Regions from separate parts of the Sus scrofa genome. Here all the other regions are linked to region 1. Evidence: chromatin contacts called from public HiChIP or PLAC-seq and promoter capture Hi-C data. All regions are on one chromosome and are shown on one strand. The core of a region is the stretch at or near the end of the contact, and the rest is flanking DNA. Distances in the headings are between cores, read along the strand shown.

Region 1 (3,874 bases), core at 1,028-3,527:
TTCTTGGACCATTGCTTCTTTCTTCCAAGAGCAATACTTGCACCCCCAAACCTCACAGAAGAAATCAACTTTTCTAAAACAAAAGAGACAAAGAACAAGGGGATAAAACTGGACCCTTGTCAACATAACCTTGCCCTGCCAGCGCGTCTATGTACATCAGCCACATCCACCGCCTTGTCACTACGGACTTCTGTACCTTATCCCGATCCACAAAATGACCCTGCAACGCAGGCCCTCGAAGGTCCCTTATCCAGAGCCTGGACCTGAGGTTCACGTACAGGAAACCATGACGGCTCTCAGCGGCTTCGCCCGGCAGCCCACAATCAAATGCATTTTCTGTTGTGATGACGACGACCACGGGAGCACAACGTGGGACAATAAGACTGTTCAACTGCCTTCACCGCAGTTCTGCTGCCTCCTGAGTTTGGATGACCCTTCTCTCAGGAGGAAAGAACACACCTTCTCCTTTTCCAGGAGTTTCTGCCTTTTGAGTTAGGTATAAAAACAGACCTCAACAACATTTATGAAAAATGACAGGGAGGCTCGTGCCATCCATCCCCCCAGGGAGGGCTGTATGCCAGTTCAGGAGCGGTCAGGATGCAACTGCGATCTGATGGACAAGCCCTTGTTCTTTACCCTGGGCTGCAGAGCTCAGTGAGAGAACAAGATGAAAAACGAAAAATATCAGGACAACCTGTGAGAGCACAGGAGATCACTGCCCTGATTAGCTGGGAGTCAGGATGCTAGGTGGAGCAAAGAAAGCCTGGGTGGGAGCTACCAACAACAAAAACGATGAACCTCAAATCACATGACCCCGAACCCCTAACCATCTCTCCTCACGATGGTAAGACGGATTTGGAGCATTTAGGTCATCTTGACCTATTACAATGATCTGAGTTGTGCTGGTCACCGAGCTGGACCAGTAAAGGATAGCGCCATGCCCCTCCCAGGACAGGTACCACGCAGGATGAGAGGCTGACCTCAGGCCAACACCCACTTCAGGGGAAGAAATCTCATCAGGGAGAGTCTGAGTAACAGAGCAGGTACCAGAAAAGAGGGGGAGGGAACTGGGTCAGACAGGAGGCCCTGGACCAAGGCCCAGGTGAGGAGGACCACAGCAGTCCACCTACGAATTCCGCACAGGTGGTCCCCGGTGCACGTGTGGGGAAAAGACGCTAAGACAGGGGAGGTACTGACGAAAACTGCGGCCGGAAAGGCAAGAGGCGGCCGGGTCGTGTGGGTCCCGTGGGCCCCTTGAGAGTCGGCCTCATCTCAGGCCTCCCCGGAAATGGGGGGCCGCCCGACCTCCATCCCGCCTCTTTTGGCCCACGCAGGCCCGGGGCCTCCTCTCCTCCCGCGGTATCTGCGGCCAAGCGGCGAGAACTCCTTGAGGCTTACCCTCGGCCGGGAGCTGGAGGGGCGCAGTGGCTCGTGTCAGGGAGACAACCTGATGGCCACATGCCGAAATCGCGGCCGACCTGCACTTTCCCTCCCGAACCACGACCAGCAGCCCCAGGCCCACGGAGTTCTCGCAAGGTGAGCAAGCAGTCATCTGGGTTCTCGCGGGACATACCCCGCCGCCTCTGCCCGCGGCGAGACTACTGGTGGGCGGGGGCCCGGGGAAAGCCTGGGAGGTATGGGACCCGGGACCCCCTAGGGCTGAGCTGGGCGGAGGAAGACTGGGGAGGACCAGGAGGGCGGAGAAGCCGGGGAGAGGAAAGGGATCGCCAGGGAAAGCCGGAGAGGGCCTGGGAAGACAGGGTAGGGCCGGGGAGTGAGCGGAGAGCACCAGGGAGCGCCGGGGAGGACGGGGGAGGATAAGGAGACCCAGGAGCGCCAGGGAAAGTGGGGGAGGGTGGAGAAAAGAGAGAGAGGGTGGGGAGCGCCGGAGAGCGCCAGGGAAAGTCGGAGAGGGTACGAACAGAGCAGAGAGCCCCGGGGAGAGCGGGGGAGGGTCAAGGGTCAGGGACGAGCGGGAGGGAGCGGAGACCCGGGGAGGGCCAGGGGACCGCCCAGAATACGGGGCCAGCCGCCCCTCCCCCACACCGCACGAGCGGCCCCGCCCGTTTGCCCCCCAGAGCGGCCGGGCCCCCTCCCCAACTGGCCCCCGCCCCTCTGCGTCGGTTCCCTCGCTCGCCCGCGGCGGCAGGGACACACCGCAAGATACTCACCGCGGACGAACCGAAGAACAAGCGCCGACCAACCGCGCCGCGGACCCGCCCAGCACCCACCGCCTGCTCGCGCCCCGCCCAGCTCCGCGCGCAGTCGGATTGCGTCATCACGTCGGCCCGCCCCTTGCCAAACGCTTCCGTCCCTGCCCCCATTCGCCAGCTGTGGAGTGCGCAGGCTCGGGCTCGTCCGCGGTTCCGCCTCTGCGCAGGCGCCGTGCCCCTCCCACAGCAGTTGGCCATATAGAGGCTGGGGGGTGGGGGGAGGTCAAGCGTAGCCTCTTCTCCTTTACCAAGATGGCGGCTCGCCCCTGTTTCGCCACAGTTCTTACCTTATGAGCTGGGTTTCCTTACGCTGCCAAGAGTAGAACAGGTAATGTGACTCTGCCTTGTGAGTAACTGGGGTGGGAAAAAGAGCGTTTCTACAGATGGAGCTAAATGACCTGTGAGGAGAGGCGGACGCGGGGAGGGCAGGCGGCGGTAAGAGTTGGGACGGAGCACGGCGAGGGGACCCTTGGCCTCCGCTCCTCTCCTCCAGGAAGATGGCGGCAGCACCGAGCTGGAGCGCCGGAGCGAGGCCGCGGAGGGCGGCCTGCGGCCAGGCGGGGCTGCTCTAGCGCCGGGCGGCCGTCGTCTCGGTGGTCCGGGCCTCGCCTCATTGGCCGGCGCGCGTCACGTGGGCCCGGCGGGCCGGCGCGCTGACCATAGAGTTGCGCGCCCGTCCCCGGGGACGTGGCCTTCGTGCGCCCGGGGCTGGGGCCTGCGCGGAGGGGGAGGGCGGGCGGGCGGCTGCCGTCCTGGGCTAGGTGAGGCCTGGGGCGCCTCCAAGCCCGCGCGGGCGGCGCGGCTCGGGGGCGGGAGGGCCGGGCCGGGGCCTGACCGCCCGGCCCCGGGCGTCCTTTCTCCCTTCGCGGCCTGCAGGCTCCGCAGCTGGCCCGTACTCGCTGGGAGGCTGGGCGCCAGTGCCCTCGTACAGGAAGCCTCTCTGGGTTCCCCCGACTGAAAGTCAGCACGGTTCTTGAGGGTCTGCGGGGCGAAGCTGTTTCTGGCCGTAGGGATCCCGAGAGGGCGTCTTCGGAAAGAATGAAGCGCTCGGGGCCGGCGGCCAGGTGTCCTCTGCCCGCCTTGGCGCGGTGCTCGGGCACCTTGTGAAGCAGCCGAGCAGTCGCCCTCCGTGTTGATTACGCAGCGCTCGTGGTCAAATGAAACATCTGCAGGGGTATAGATGAGTTGAAGCCTCAGAAACAGGATGATTTGCCCTTCACGCATCGGGTCTGCGGTTGGGGTGTCTGCCCTCAGCCTCCTGGCTGCCTTACGCCCTCAGGCATTGAGTCCCCCCGTGCTTGGTGTCGGCGTAAGGACGGACCGTCGCGTTCTTGGCAGTAACTTTCCTGAGACCCTGTAAGATAGGGCGCGTCACGGGATCCTGACAGCTGCTCGTGCCGTCCTGCAGAAGAGGCGAACCTGCGCTAATGACACGGGTGGCGCCTGGTGCTTAGGTCCTGTTGCCATCGTTTTGGACAGTTAAGTGCCCGCGAGCTAAACCCGGTGTCTTCGTTTAGTACTGGGAGCTTGGCATCGGTGTTAAACTAGTTGAGGAGGTGTTTGGTTCAGAATGGCTTCAGTCGTTTGAACTCCCAGCTCTCTGGATTTGAGACCTCAACCATCAGCCTCTCAGGAGAGGTTTAGGTTTGGAGAAAATCGAG
Region 2 (3,874 bases), core at 355-2,854, 240 kb before region 1:
CACCCAGGGAGCAGCACAGATGCCATCCTGGCCTCCAGGCCCACCACGCCCTCGAGTGGACCCCCTGCTATCCTAGTGCGGCTGCCAGAACAGTGCCACCCCTGCACTGTCATGATCTCCTGGGCTCCTTCATGGCCTGGAAACTTCTATTTGCCCCACTCAATAGTGAGTTTCAGGAAAAGGAAGAATCATGTCTGCCTTCCTGGAACACAGCCGGCGCTCAAGGTCCCAAGCCTTCACACAGGAGCCCCACACAGGACAGAACTCAAGTCCCTCAGTCCCTCCACAGGGGCCCACCAGGCAGGCTCCAGGCCAGAGAAGGGCAAGCCGCAGTGCCACCCAGCAGACACCTAGGGCGGGCCCCCTAATGACACTGCTGGGGAAACCTCTCCCTCCACTGTGTTCTCCCACCCAGGACCCTGTGCTCACGGGGGGCCAGGTGAGCAGAATAAACGGCCAGGACTGAGCAACCCCCTGGGAGGGCTGGATCCTCGCCATCTTCCCCAGAGCAGGGGGTCACGCCCTACTCTCAGCAACCTCGGGTGGAGCTCCCAGCCCAGAGTGACTCTGAACACCCAGTGCTCCAGAGCCACCTGACCCAGCCCCCACCCAGGCCAACTCCCAGCCAGAGCCAGGCAGCAGTGTTTAAAGCTAGGGTCTCCACTCTCCAGTGCTCAACTGTGACAAGCTACTAAGCCTCTGCAGGCAACACCACCCCCTCTGTGAAAAGCGTGAACAACCACCTGCTCAGGAGTCCTCCAGAGATGGCTATGGCTCAGTGGTGATGACCACTGCCCTGAACACCCTACCCAGCCCTGGAAGCTGCGCCCCCAAACCCCCTGCACAAAGACAGGTGCCCTGGGGGACCCTCCACATCAGTATGCCTAGTAGATGCACAAACTGGGACTCGAAAGCAATTCCCAGGTCACAGCACAAGTAGGCAAGGAATCCAGGCCCTCCAAGCTCGCCAGGCCCTGGGACCCCCAAACCCGGCCCAGAGTCCAAGAGGACTGGGTCTCAACCACCTTGGTGGGCCACCTCGGTGGGGAAGAGCAGGGAACCAGGTAAGGCAAGGCCCCGCTGGGAAGGAGCGAGGCCCGGTGGAGAGGGCGGGGCATACGTCGAAGCGGGCGGTGCCTAGGAGGCGGTGGGCGGTGCCTGGTCGCGGGCGGAGCCTTCGGTGAGTGGGCGTGGTCGGGTCGGGAGGGTAGGGCGGGGCCGCGCTGGCCCCGCCCCGGCCGCGCCGGCCCCTCCCCGCCGTGACGCATCTGGAATTGGCGCGGCCGTGATGGCGGGACCCCGTGCCGCGCCCCCTGCGCGCCCCTCCCCCGTGGCCCCGCCTGCCCCGCGCGCGCCCCCGCTGCCTTTGCCGCCGGGCCGCCCCGCCGCCCCCACGAGCCCCGGGGTCCGTGTGCGGAGCCTGACGCGCGAAGGAGGCGCGGCGGGGGCGCCCCGGCGTGGGTGGCGGGCCTGGGTGGGGCGGGGGACGCTTACTGTCCAGGTAGTGCTCCAAGTACATGGCGGTCGCCATCTTCGTCCGCGGCCGCGCTCTGGGTCTGCGCGGGCGGTGGCGCCGCGGGAGGCGGAGGCGGGGCCGGCGTGGTCACTATTAATGAGCCCAGCGCGCTGATTGGGCGGACGCCGGGGCGGGGCTCCTCTGGGCACGCCCCCCGGCTTCCGGTCGGGGTCGCGGCGGGGCGGTCGGAGCAGGTGCGGGGCTGCGAGGTGCGCGAGCACGCTCGGCCTCTGGAGGTTTTCGGGGGCTGGTGGGGGTGGCGGGTGGCGCCGTTTCATCAGCGAAAATGCCGGTGTAAAGATACACCCCTTCTGTTGAACTCTTCCGTAAACCCCAGGCAGATATTTAAAAGTGGAAGCACATTCATTGTTTTGTCAATTTTACCTTCGTTATAGAAATTCAAGCTGTTCAGGGAAAGGAAAATTTCCAACCTCCCCAAGGAACAGAACTGTGATTATGTTGCTCACCTTTCAACCAAATGTTTGCAGTTTCCATGCAACCGTTCTGGCCCGATTCAATGCTTGATGTGAAACTGCACACACACGCTGGCGGAGCTAATTGCATACTACCCACTTTCTTTATTAAGTAGGTGTTTTTATTAATAACTTTATTTTTAGAGCAGTTTTTGGTTATCAGAAAAATTGAGAAGGAAACAGTTCTTATATACCCCCTCCACACACACACAGTTTCCCTTATGAACATTTTCGGAGTTCCTGTCATGGCTCAGAGGAAACGAATCTGACTAGGAACCATGAGGTTGTGGGTTCGATCCCTGGCCTCGCTCTGTGGGTGCAGGATCTGGCGTTGCCGTGAGTTGTGGTGTAGGTCTCAGCCATGGCTCAGATCCCATGTTTCTGTGGCTGTGGTGTAGGCTGGCAGCTGCAGCTCCAATTGAACCCCTAGCCTGGGAACCTCCAAATGCCACGGATGTGGCCCTAAAAAAATAAAAAAACATTTTCCATTTCTGGGGTACATTTACTACAACTGATGAAACCATATCGATTTTCCATTAGGAGTCATTCTGTGTGGTAAGACTATGTTAAGTACCCACCAATACAGTTTCATACAAAATAGTTGCTCTGCCTTTAAAATGGCCTGCTCCACCCATGCATCTCTCTCCCTGCCCCAGCCCCTGGCTTGGTCTCTGGTTCTGCCTCTTCCAGACTGTCATGTAGTTGAAATCAAACAGCATGTAGCCCTTTCAGATTGACTTCTTTCTTTTAGTAATAAGCTTTTGGGGGGGCGCACCCATAGCATGTGGAAGTTCCCAGGCCAGGGATCAAATCTGAGCTGCAGCTGTGACCTGTACCACCTATGGCCACAGCTGCAGCAATTCCATATCCTTAATCCACTGTGCTGGGCCAGGAGTCAAACCCAGAGCTGCCACAGAGCTAACCCTGGACTCTCAACCCACTGCGCCACAGCCACAGCAGGAACTCCAGTAATATGCATTTTAAGGTTCCTCCACGCCTTTTCGTGACTGAATGGCATCTTCTTTTTCTTTTTTTTTCTCTTTAGGGCCGCACTCAAGGCATATGCTGCCGGCCACGGCCACAGCCACACAAGGTCCAAACCGCATCTGTGACCTACAACACAGCTCATGGCAACACCGGATCCTTAACCCACTGAGTGAAGCCAGGGATCAAACCTGCATCCTCATGGATCCTAGTGGGGTTCATTACCACTGAGCCATGACCAGAACTCCTAGGATGGTATCTTCTTAATGCTGAAGAATATTTCATTGTCTTTTTGTCCCACGGTTTATCCATTCATCTATTAGACATCTTGGTTGCATCTAAGTTTTGTCAATTATGAATAAAGCTGCTATAATTATTTCTGTACATATTTTTGTGCGGACATAGTTTTCAATTCCTTTGGGTTAATACCAAGAACCATGATGGCCGGATCATACTGTAAGATTATATTTAGTTTTGTAAGAAACTGCCAAACTGTCTTTTTTGTCTTTTTGTATTTTTAGGGCCGCACCCACGGCATATGGAGTTTCCCGGGGGGGCCTAATTGGAGCTACAGCTGCCGGCCTACGCCGCAAGCCTCAGCAACGCCGGATCCGAGTCTGCGACCTTCACCACAGCGTGTTCCTAGTCAGAATCCTTTCTGTTGCGCCAGGACGGGAACGCCTTTTTTCTTTTTTCCAAACTGTCTTTCAGAATAAGCTGTACTATTTCAGGTTTTTTCGTTTTGTTTTGTTTGTCTTTTTGTCTTTTTAGTGCCCCCTCCCGCCCCCGGCCTATGGAGGTTCCCAGGCTAGGGGTCTAATCAGAGCTGTAGCCACCGGACACCAGATCCTTAACCCACTGAACAAGGCCAGGGATTGAATCCAAATCCTCACGAATTCTA
Region 3 (3,874 bases), core at 617-3,116, 200 kb before region 1:
GTCTCTTTAGGGCCGCACCCTCGGCATATGGAGGTTCCCAGCCTAGGAGTCTAATCGGAGCCGTAGCTGCTGGCCTACACCACAGCCACAGCAACTTGAGATCCGAGCCATGTCTGCAACCTACACCACAGCTCACGGCAATGCCAGATCCTTAACCCACCAAGCAAGGCCAGGGATCGATCGAACGCGTAACCTAATGGTTCCTAGTTGGATTCGTTTCCGCTGCCTGACGACGGGAACTCTTTCATCTGTTTTAAACAACTGCACAATACATCACCTTCCAGGAGCCGGGGCTACCATTTCTTTCTGCTATCCAACACACTTAAGGGACAAGATGCCACAAATTGTCAAAGTATTGGCCATACAGGTCCCTACTACAGCTTCCAGTTTTCAAACTGAGAGGTCAATAAACTTACATTGCAGCTGCCAGAAAAAGAAAAATGAAGCAAAAACAATACCATCCAGGATGAAGGGTAAAATTAAAGCAGCAGAAGTATTTACAGATGAGAAGATACCTGAAGGCAAATCACTCCTTACAAAGTATGAAAGAACTACCTCTGCTGTGGGGTGAAAAAGAGGGCCTTTCACAGTGTAAGTATGGTCTCAAGGCTACTGGACAAAGATCCAAATTACAGTGCCAACAAAAATTAAGCAGCTGTCTGCTCGGGAGCAGCAGCATGATGGAACAGACCAAAAGAGCACATATACAGGTACATACACTTGTACACTTTCTATACACACACTTGCCCACCCTGGTCCCCGCTCTTTGTATGAGGATCCCGGGAAGTTAAGGGATGACGAGATGGATCCAGCCTGCCTATTCAATCACAAAAGAGAAACAGCTTGGATCACCTACGGGTTACTGAATTAAAAAAAAAAAAAAAATGCGTGTCCTTGGCGTGCTGGAGTACACCGCTCGCCTCCAGTCTGCCCGCATAACTTTACAAGAGTTAGTTTCCTCAACTCCTCGCGGGGGACACAAAAGCATCCTCCCACCGCCCTTTCGGACCGGCTACGCCGAGCCTCGGCACCGTCTGGTGCCCCTCCTCCCGTCCCGGCCACCAAGCTGCCCCCGGGTCGTCGGAGCCGGCCTCAAGCCCGGGGGACCTGCCGCCTGCGCGCAGCGGGCGGCCCTTAAAAGCGCGAGACGCGCAAATACTGGCTGTCAGACCCGCGCCGGCCTCCCACGGACGCCGCCCGCTCCCGCTCCGCCCCGCGGCCCCGCTCCGCCCCGCGGCCAGGCCGCGCCGGGAGAGGCCTCGGACGAGTCCCCAGCTACGAGGGGTCCGGCGAGCACCGCCCGGGTTCCTCCCGCGCCGGGCCGAGCCCTCACCTGCGTCCATCTTCCCTCTAGGGCTGCCGACTGAGCGCGGCGTCGCTCCGACGGTTCCGCAGCGCGACGCGACGGGCCGCCACCGGGGCCAATCCGGGCCGAGCAGGCGCGGGCGTGGGCGGGGCCGGAAATACGCGACGGAAGTGCGCCGCCGCCATCTTGGCGTACGGCGGACCCAGCACGGAGTCCGGGGCCCGCGCGCTCCACTCCCGGGAGGCCTGCGTCGTGCCTCCCAGGACCCCAGCAGCCACCCGTCGGGGAAGCGGAAACAGACGCGGGCGAGCACCAGGGCCCCGGGACGGTCGTGTGAGCCCGTTGTCCGTGCCGGCCCGCCAGCGCGGCCATCTTGCCGTACGGATGCGCCCCGCGCGTCATGTCACTGCAAGGCGCCTCCGGCCCGGGACGCCCGCCCCCACCACCGACGCGGCGAGCCGTGGGTTGCGCGCCGCAGAGTGCCAGGGACCCCGGGGGCACCGAGCGCCGGGCTGGGCTGCGGGGCAACGGGCGGCCGGGCGCCGCCATCTTGCCGTACGGCGGGAGCCGCGGGGCCGGCTCCCACGTCCCGCAGCCGTGTCGCCGCGCGCCCTCCCCTCGGGGCGGTCCCGCTCGGGGCTCGGCGCGGCGAGGCGAGGGCCGGAGTCTAGCGGCGGCGCGGCGGCCCGAGGCCCGAGATGGTGATCTGCTGCGCGGCCGCGAACTGCTCCAACCGGCAGGGCAAGGGGGAGAAGCGCGCCGTCTCCTTCCACAGGTAACCGGGCCCCGCCCGCCGCCGCCTGCCCGCCGCCCGCGCGGCCCGCGGGCCACGCCCCCGCCCGGCCCGGCCCCGCGGGGAGACTGAGGCCGCGCGGCTCGGCCGGACGCGGGGACGCTCGGGGCGCCGGGCCTCGGGCCGGTCCCGGGAGTGAGTCAGCGCGGGCGCTGTGTGACCTTGGCCGGGCCGCCGTCTCTGGGCCGGGCGCCTCGGGCCACCGCGGCCGGCGGCCTCCGCCCCGCGGCCACCCGTCCCCCACGACCCCCGGCCGCCGGCGGCCGCCCGTGGCCTCCGCCGCCCTTTCCCCCACCGCGCGGCCGCCCTGCTCTCCATTGATTCGGGTGGGCGCCGCCAATTTCCAGAAACGGTGTGTTCGGGAAACGCTCTTCCTTAGGTCAGTTGTTCTCTTGCGTTTGCTGTGACTCTTCTGTCTGCTCCTTTCGTCCTGGGGGAGCCTGCCCTGGTCTCTGCGATCGGGGATGTGGCCGTGCAAATGCAACTTGTGCTTCGTGGATTAACACGCGCTCCCGACGCCCTGTCGCTAGAAGGGGCCTCGCGGTCAGCCCCAGGGAAGGTAGCCTTGCCGCGTGGAGGTGAGTCCGAGGAGGCGTCTGACAGCCTCCTGCGTCGTCCGCCCGGCGCGCGCCTCACCGGGGGCTCACCTGCGAGTCGTGGAAGGGCCTCCTTCCGTGGGCGCCCGCGGAAACTGGCCCGGGGAAGGGCGGGGGGGGGGTCGTCGCCGCTCTGGCCTGGCCCACTTCGTGAAAGCTCTGGAATCCAGCCCATTTCAGCAAATCCTTTTCTGCACCTTTGGCGCTGGAGGAACCAGAACAGGAGAGAGAAGGAGATCTGCTTTAAAAAACTTCTTGGGGATACGTTTCCTATGTTGCAGGATGTTTTTGAAGTTTTAAAGAAGTGGCTGGCGGTCGTTCCGTATAGTCTTATTGAAGGTTCACAGTGGTTTGCTCTGGGTCGTTAAGTTGTTACAATCTTTCCCAGTAGTGATATCGTGTATTTCAGATTCTTCACCAAGTTTTCTAGAGTTTCCTTCAGAGCCAGTCGTTTTGTTACTGTTTCTGAAAATGGAAGCAGAGTGTTGTACAGAAGAGCTCTTGGGTTCCTTCGTTCCTTCCTAAGGTCAAACCGGTTTGGGGCAGGGGAGGTGGGAACCGGGGAGTCATGATGAAATGGGCTCCCAAAGCAGTGAGGAAATTTAGGGGCATGTTCTGAGGAGTTGGCATCCGCCTGTCCTGGGCCACAGCAGCCCCAGTGGGTTAGATTGGTGACCCCAGGTGGAGCAAACAGCCCTCCAGAATGACCGCCCCACCCCTGCGGGTGCGGTGTTGTGGGGGTTCTTTAAATACAGAGCTTGCCTGAATGAGAAAAATGAGAAAAAAAATGCTTACTAAGAATCTTATTCAGTATATTCTGGGGCTGACTGTTCTTTGAAGGTGGACATGCCCTGGGGAACGCAGGACTACAGCCCTTGAGACTCACCTCCTTTAGAGCTGGTCTCACTTCAGCTGCTTGAGCCGCAGCTGGGCACGTGTGGTGTCTGGGGTGCTCTCCTGGCTTCTTGCTCCCATCTCTGCTGACTGACACCTGGCCTGACATGCGCTTTTAGCACCCAGAGTCCTGCGCATCCAGGCACGTCGGGAGGTTGTCCATCTGGGAGCTTCTAGAGGTCTTTCCAGGGCTTCCCCAAACCTTTGGTGCGGTGAGGCCCGAGGTGCCAGCGTCTGCAGCATTTCCCCCCCCCCCTCCCGCCTGGAGCAGGCACTTCCTTCCTT
Region 4 (3,874 bases), core at 439-2,938, 140 kb after region 1:
ATCTTAGGATGTTCAGACAAGTTAATATTATTCTCAGCCACTGGGGTACAGGACCTCGGCATCCCCTACCTTTAGGAATTGCAGCCTGAGTCTCCCGGAGACCCCAGAGACTGACGAGGGCCCGCCCTCCATCCATCGGGGATGGTAGGCCAGGGCTTCTAGAAGAGTGTTTTAAGAACAAGTAGTCAGAAGTAACTTGTATTCTTTAGGCCCAAATGAGTTTCCTCATGTTCTGAAAACTTCGAGTAAAAACCCCAAACATTTTTCTTTGTTTTTTGTTTTTTGTTTTTTTGTAGGGCCACACCCGCAGGATATGGAAGTTCTCAGGCTAGGGGTCAAATCGGAGCTGCAATTGTCGGCCTGCACCACATCCACAGCAATGCAGGATCCGAGCTGCATCTGCGACCTACACCACAGCTCACGGCAACGCCGGATCCCCAACCCACTGAGCGAGGCCAGAGATCAAACCCACATTCTCTTAGACACTATTTTGGGTTTGTTTGTGCTTAGCCACGACGGGAACTCCTCTTTGGAGTGTTTATGATGCTTATAACACCTAAGAAGTTACAGAACTTCTTTATTAGACAGATATGCAATGGGCTGAGAACACAACGTCCTGGGGCCCCCAAGAACTATTCCTTTTCAAGAAAAAATAAAACTCCTCTAATACAATGTCAGTAGAAGGTCTAACGCTTTGGGAGTGTTCTTTGCAGAAAGAACCTGCACAGAAAAGCTTTGAGGCTGAGGCCCAGGGATTTTCTTGTCCATGTTGCAGGTGTAAGTCCAGAGAGCAGGGCTTTCCTAGAGGACTGATGGTGCTGTTGACTTTTCAAGTACCCCCAAACCCCAGCCTCTGCTGTTTCTTTGTTTCTTTTTTCTTCTGCTTTTTTTAGGGCTGCATCCACAGCATATGCAAATTCCCAGGCTAGGGGTCGAATTGGAGCTACAGACCTGATTGAAATAAAAAATGTGTTTCTTTGGGGTTTGTTTGGACTGCAGCCCAGGAAACAGGCGCAAGAAGCACTTGAAGGAGTTCCCGCCGTGGCTCGGTGGTAATGAACCTGACTAGGATCCATGAGGATGCGGGTTTGATCCCTGGCCTCATTCAGTGGGTTAAAGAATCTGGTGTTGCTGTGAGCTGGGGTGTAGGTCACAGAGGTAGCTTGGATCCTGTGCTGCTGTGGCTGTGGCATAGCTGGCAGCTGCAGGTCCGGTTTGACCCTTAGCCCAGGAACTTCCAAATGCCACAGGTGCAGCCCTAGAAAGACAACAAAACAAAACAGTAAAAACATGTGAACTGTGTTCTGTCCAGACTGTAACATGAGGGTGACTTTTAAAGGCAAAAACCAGGAGGCCACAGTTAGTTACATAAGTGGTTCATCAGGAATTACAATTGGAGCTGGCAAGCACTGAAGGTGCTTGTTAAATGATTGTTGGGCTCTGAAACTGATGCATAGTTGTAAGGGCAGACCTTGGCCCTAAGGGTTCGGTTGGCGGGGGCTGCAGTAAATAGCCTGGGGGTGTCCTGGGGTCCGATGCAGTTCAGAAAGTTTAAGTTCCACGTGGTGCAGAGTCTCGACTGAGACCAGGTCCTCAACAGCCATCACGCGCCGTTTTGTGTGCTTGGGGTCACGGCTCCGTCTCGTTTCAGTTTGTCATTAAGCGGCATATTGAACATAACCTTCACACGAAATCTTAACCAACTGCATCTGGGACCGACTCCACCTTCCTCAGGCTGCCAGTCCCAGGGAACGGCTCCGGGAGGGACCTCGCTTTCTGGGCTGAAGCTGCTGTGGAATCCGGGCAAGGTCAGAGCTTCATCTCACCTCTAAGAGGAGTTTTAAGTAACAGGAAGCGAAAGTACGTGGAAGGAGCGGGTCGTTTGCTCCGCTGGCCCAGAGCTCCAGAACGTGGGAAATTCGGGCAGCGGAGGCATGAAGCCGAGAACCTGGGGTTCCGGGGCCCGCGGTGTCGGCGGGCAGCAGGCGGCGCCAGGCCCGGGCCAGCCAGCCCAGCGCTGGACACGTGCGGAGGAGGGCGGGCGGAACGCGCCTCCCGGGCACCCGCGCTGCTCAGGGGAGGGCGGAAGCGGCGGACCGGGAGGGCGGAAGGGGCGGGCCCGAGAAGGCCGGCTTCCGGCGCCGGCCCCCTGCTGCCCCTGCCTCGGCGCTATGGCGGCGCTCGGTCGGCAGGTGAGGCGGCGCCGCTTGCCGGGGCCCTTTCCCACTGTAGCTTCCCCGGCCCGCGCACGGGGTCCAGGGCCGCACCCACACCTGCTCCGTCAGCGCGGCTTTAGCGCATCTCCCCGCGCCGGGCGCTGGGCCGAGTCCGGGGGTGACTCCGGCGGAGGAAGCAGCGGGAGCGCAAGCAGGACGGGGGGGATGCGGCGGCGGCCAGCGGGTGGGCTTGACGGGCCGCGGGTGCGGGGGCGCCTGCGCCGGAGGGGGTTTGGGACGGGCTGTGCGGCTGTGCGGGGCCTCGGGATTTGGCCCCGACGTGTCACGCGCTGGCTCGAACCCTTGGGGAATTTTCAAGTGAAGGCGAATTGTGTTTAGTTGGCGGACAGGCTGACAGTACTCTTTTTGCGGAATGAATTTAGGTACATGAGTCTGGAGACTAGCATGAGGTCCAGATGTTTCAGGTGTGGGTACCAGCTCGGACCCACAGCAGACACAGAAAGCAGCCTTGGAGCTTCCCTTATGGCACTAAGTGTAGAAACTTGTGGGCGTGAGGGTGCCATAGGTCCTTTCTCCTGGGGAGCTTTGGCCATGAGGTTTTGTTGTTGTTGTTGTTGTTTGTTTGTTTTTTTAAAAAGGAGGGCAGACCACTTGTGTCTGCATGAACACACATTGTCACAAACCTTCTGGATCGCCCATGTGTCCCTTAGAAGCCCACCCATTCGTTCTTCCCATAGAACCCTTTCTCCCCCTCCCTCTCCCCTGTTAAGTTAGCCCCTAACTCTAGCATTTAGGGAGCTGCCTTTTTGTGGGCCACCATTTGCGTACATATGCAACTCTTTTTTCTTACTGTTAATCGGTCAGTTAAATTTGCATGTTCAGGCACTGAACGGAGGAAGAAAAGAGCCACCCGCAAGGAGACTTCACCGGTGGCCTTGAAATAGTCCTGCTCCGTCCTTCAGCTAGAGCAGCAGAAGCCGACCGCTAGGCTCTTGCAAGACTGTTCTCTGGGTGTGAACTTCTTTCTCCGGAGGCTTTTGAAGTTCGGATAAGACTTTGTAGATTGCTTATATAAATACTTTGGGTCAGAAATCCTGGGGTGTCCATTCCATTGGAGTGGTGAGGAATCAATTCCGCCGTGTCTTTCAGGTCTTTCAGTGGCACCGGCTCACGCCTGTCACGGGGACCGTCGTTGCTGGACACACTCCTCAGCTTGGAGAGCAGAAGAGGATGGTGGCTTTTTTGCTGCGTAAACTGACCACGGTCTCTGATGGAGGCGGCCTCGAGGAGCCATCCTTTGTCGAACCCGGAAAGCGTGTGCAGGAACCAGAGCACAGGACGGGTCTGACTCGGTGCCTCCTTGAGAAGCAGAGGACTGCCGTGGAGCCGGAGACGGTGGTCCGTTCCCTCCGGGACCTGGGTTTCAGTGATGTCCACGCTCATGAGTTGCTGCGTCTGCAGCCAGGTACCCGCCCTCAGCAGTTGCTGGACATCATTTCAGAATTAATGCTCTTGGGTCTGAATCCAGAACCTGTGTGTGTGGCCTTGAAGAGAAGCCCTCAACTGTTGGACCTGCCTGTGATGCAGATGAAGAAGCGCTCCAGTTACCTGCGGAAGCTTGGGCTCGGAGAGGGTACGAGAAGGTGTACCTTTCATGTGTGGTGCTGGGCGGTCGGAGCTGGGGCGTAAATAGCGTG

What was found. Promoter capture Hi-C pulls out the DNA fragments that hold promoters and counts their contacts. HiChIP or PLAC-seq counts read pairs in DNA pulled down with a chosen protein or histone mark.
Region 2: a contact with region 1 is called in an H3K27ac HiChIP or PLAC-seq map of alveolar macrophages. The contact joins the promoter of ING5 here to the promoter of SEPT2 in region 1. A contact is called at or near these places in 2 of 2 datasets of contacts at active chromatin or transcription factors (alveolar macrophages and skeletal muscle).
Region 3: a promoter capture Hi-C map of liver shows a contact between it and region 1, with 2.7 times the contacts expected there. The contact joins the promoter of THAP4 here to the promoter of SEPT2 in region 1. A contact is called at or near these places in 1 of 5 promoter capture datasets (liver) and 1 of 2 datasets of contacts at active chromatin or transcription factors (skeletal muscle).
Region 4: an H3K27ac HiChIP or PLAC-seq map of alveolar macrophages shows a contact between it and region 1. The contact joins the promoter of MTERF4 here to the promoter of SEPT2 in region 1. A contact is called at or near these places in 1 of 5 promoter capture datasets (liver) and 1 of 2 datasets of contacts at active chromatin or transcription factors (alveolar macrophages).

What each region holds. Positions count from the first base shown.
Region 1 is chr15:140,022,785-140,026,658 of Sscrofa11.1, reverse strand. SEPT2 (septin 2) reads right to left here and starts at 2,277. Exons shown (of 13, transcript NM_001243793.1): 1 at 2,172-2,277. HDLBP (vigilin) reads left to right here and starts at 1,323. Exons shown (of 28, transcript XM_021075261.1): 1 at 1,323-1,536.
Region 2 is chr15:140,262,438-140,266,311 of Sscrofa11.1, reverse strand. It overlaps ING5 (inhibitor of growth protein 5), which reads right to left and starts at 1,604. Exons shown (of 7, transcript XM_021075111.1): 1 at 1,495-1,604. The coding sequence starts at 1,531.
Region 3 is chr15:140,221,446-140,225,319 of Sscrofa11.1, reverse strand. It overlaps THAP4 (THAP domain-containing protein 4), which reads left to right and starts at 1,866. Exons shown (of 7, transcript XM_021076412.1): 1 at 1,866-2,081. The coding sequence starts at 2,005. ATG4B (autophagy related 4B, cysteine peptidase) reads right to left here and starts at 1,357. Exons shown (of 13, transcript NM_001190283.1): 1 at 1,334-1,357. The coding sequence starts at 1,343.
Region 4 is chr15:139,885,319-139,889,192 of Sscrofa11.1, reverse strand. It overlaps MTERF4 (transcription termination factor 4, mitochondrial), which reads left to right and starts at 1,688. Exons shown (of 4, transcript XM_013982508.2): 1 at 1,688-1,808; 2 at 3,327-3,810. The coding sequence starts at 3,408. It overlaps PASK (PAS domain-containing serine/threonine-protein kinase), which reads left to right. Exons shown (of 18, transcript XM_021075709.1): 18 at 1,652-1,754. The coding sequence ends at 1,662.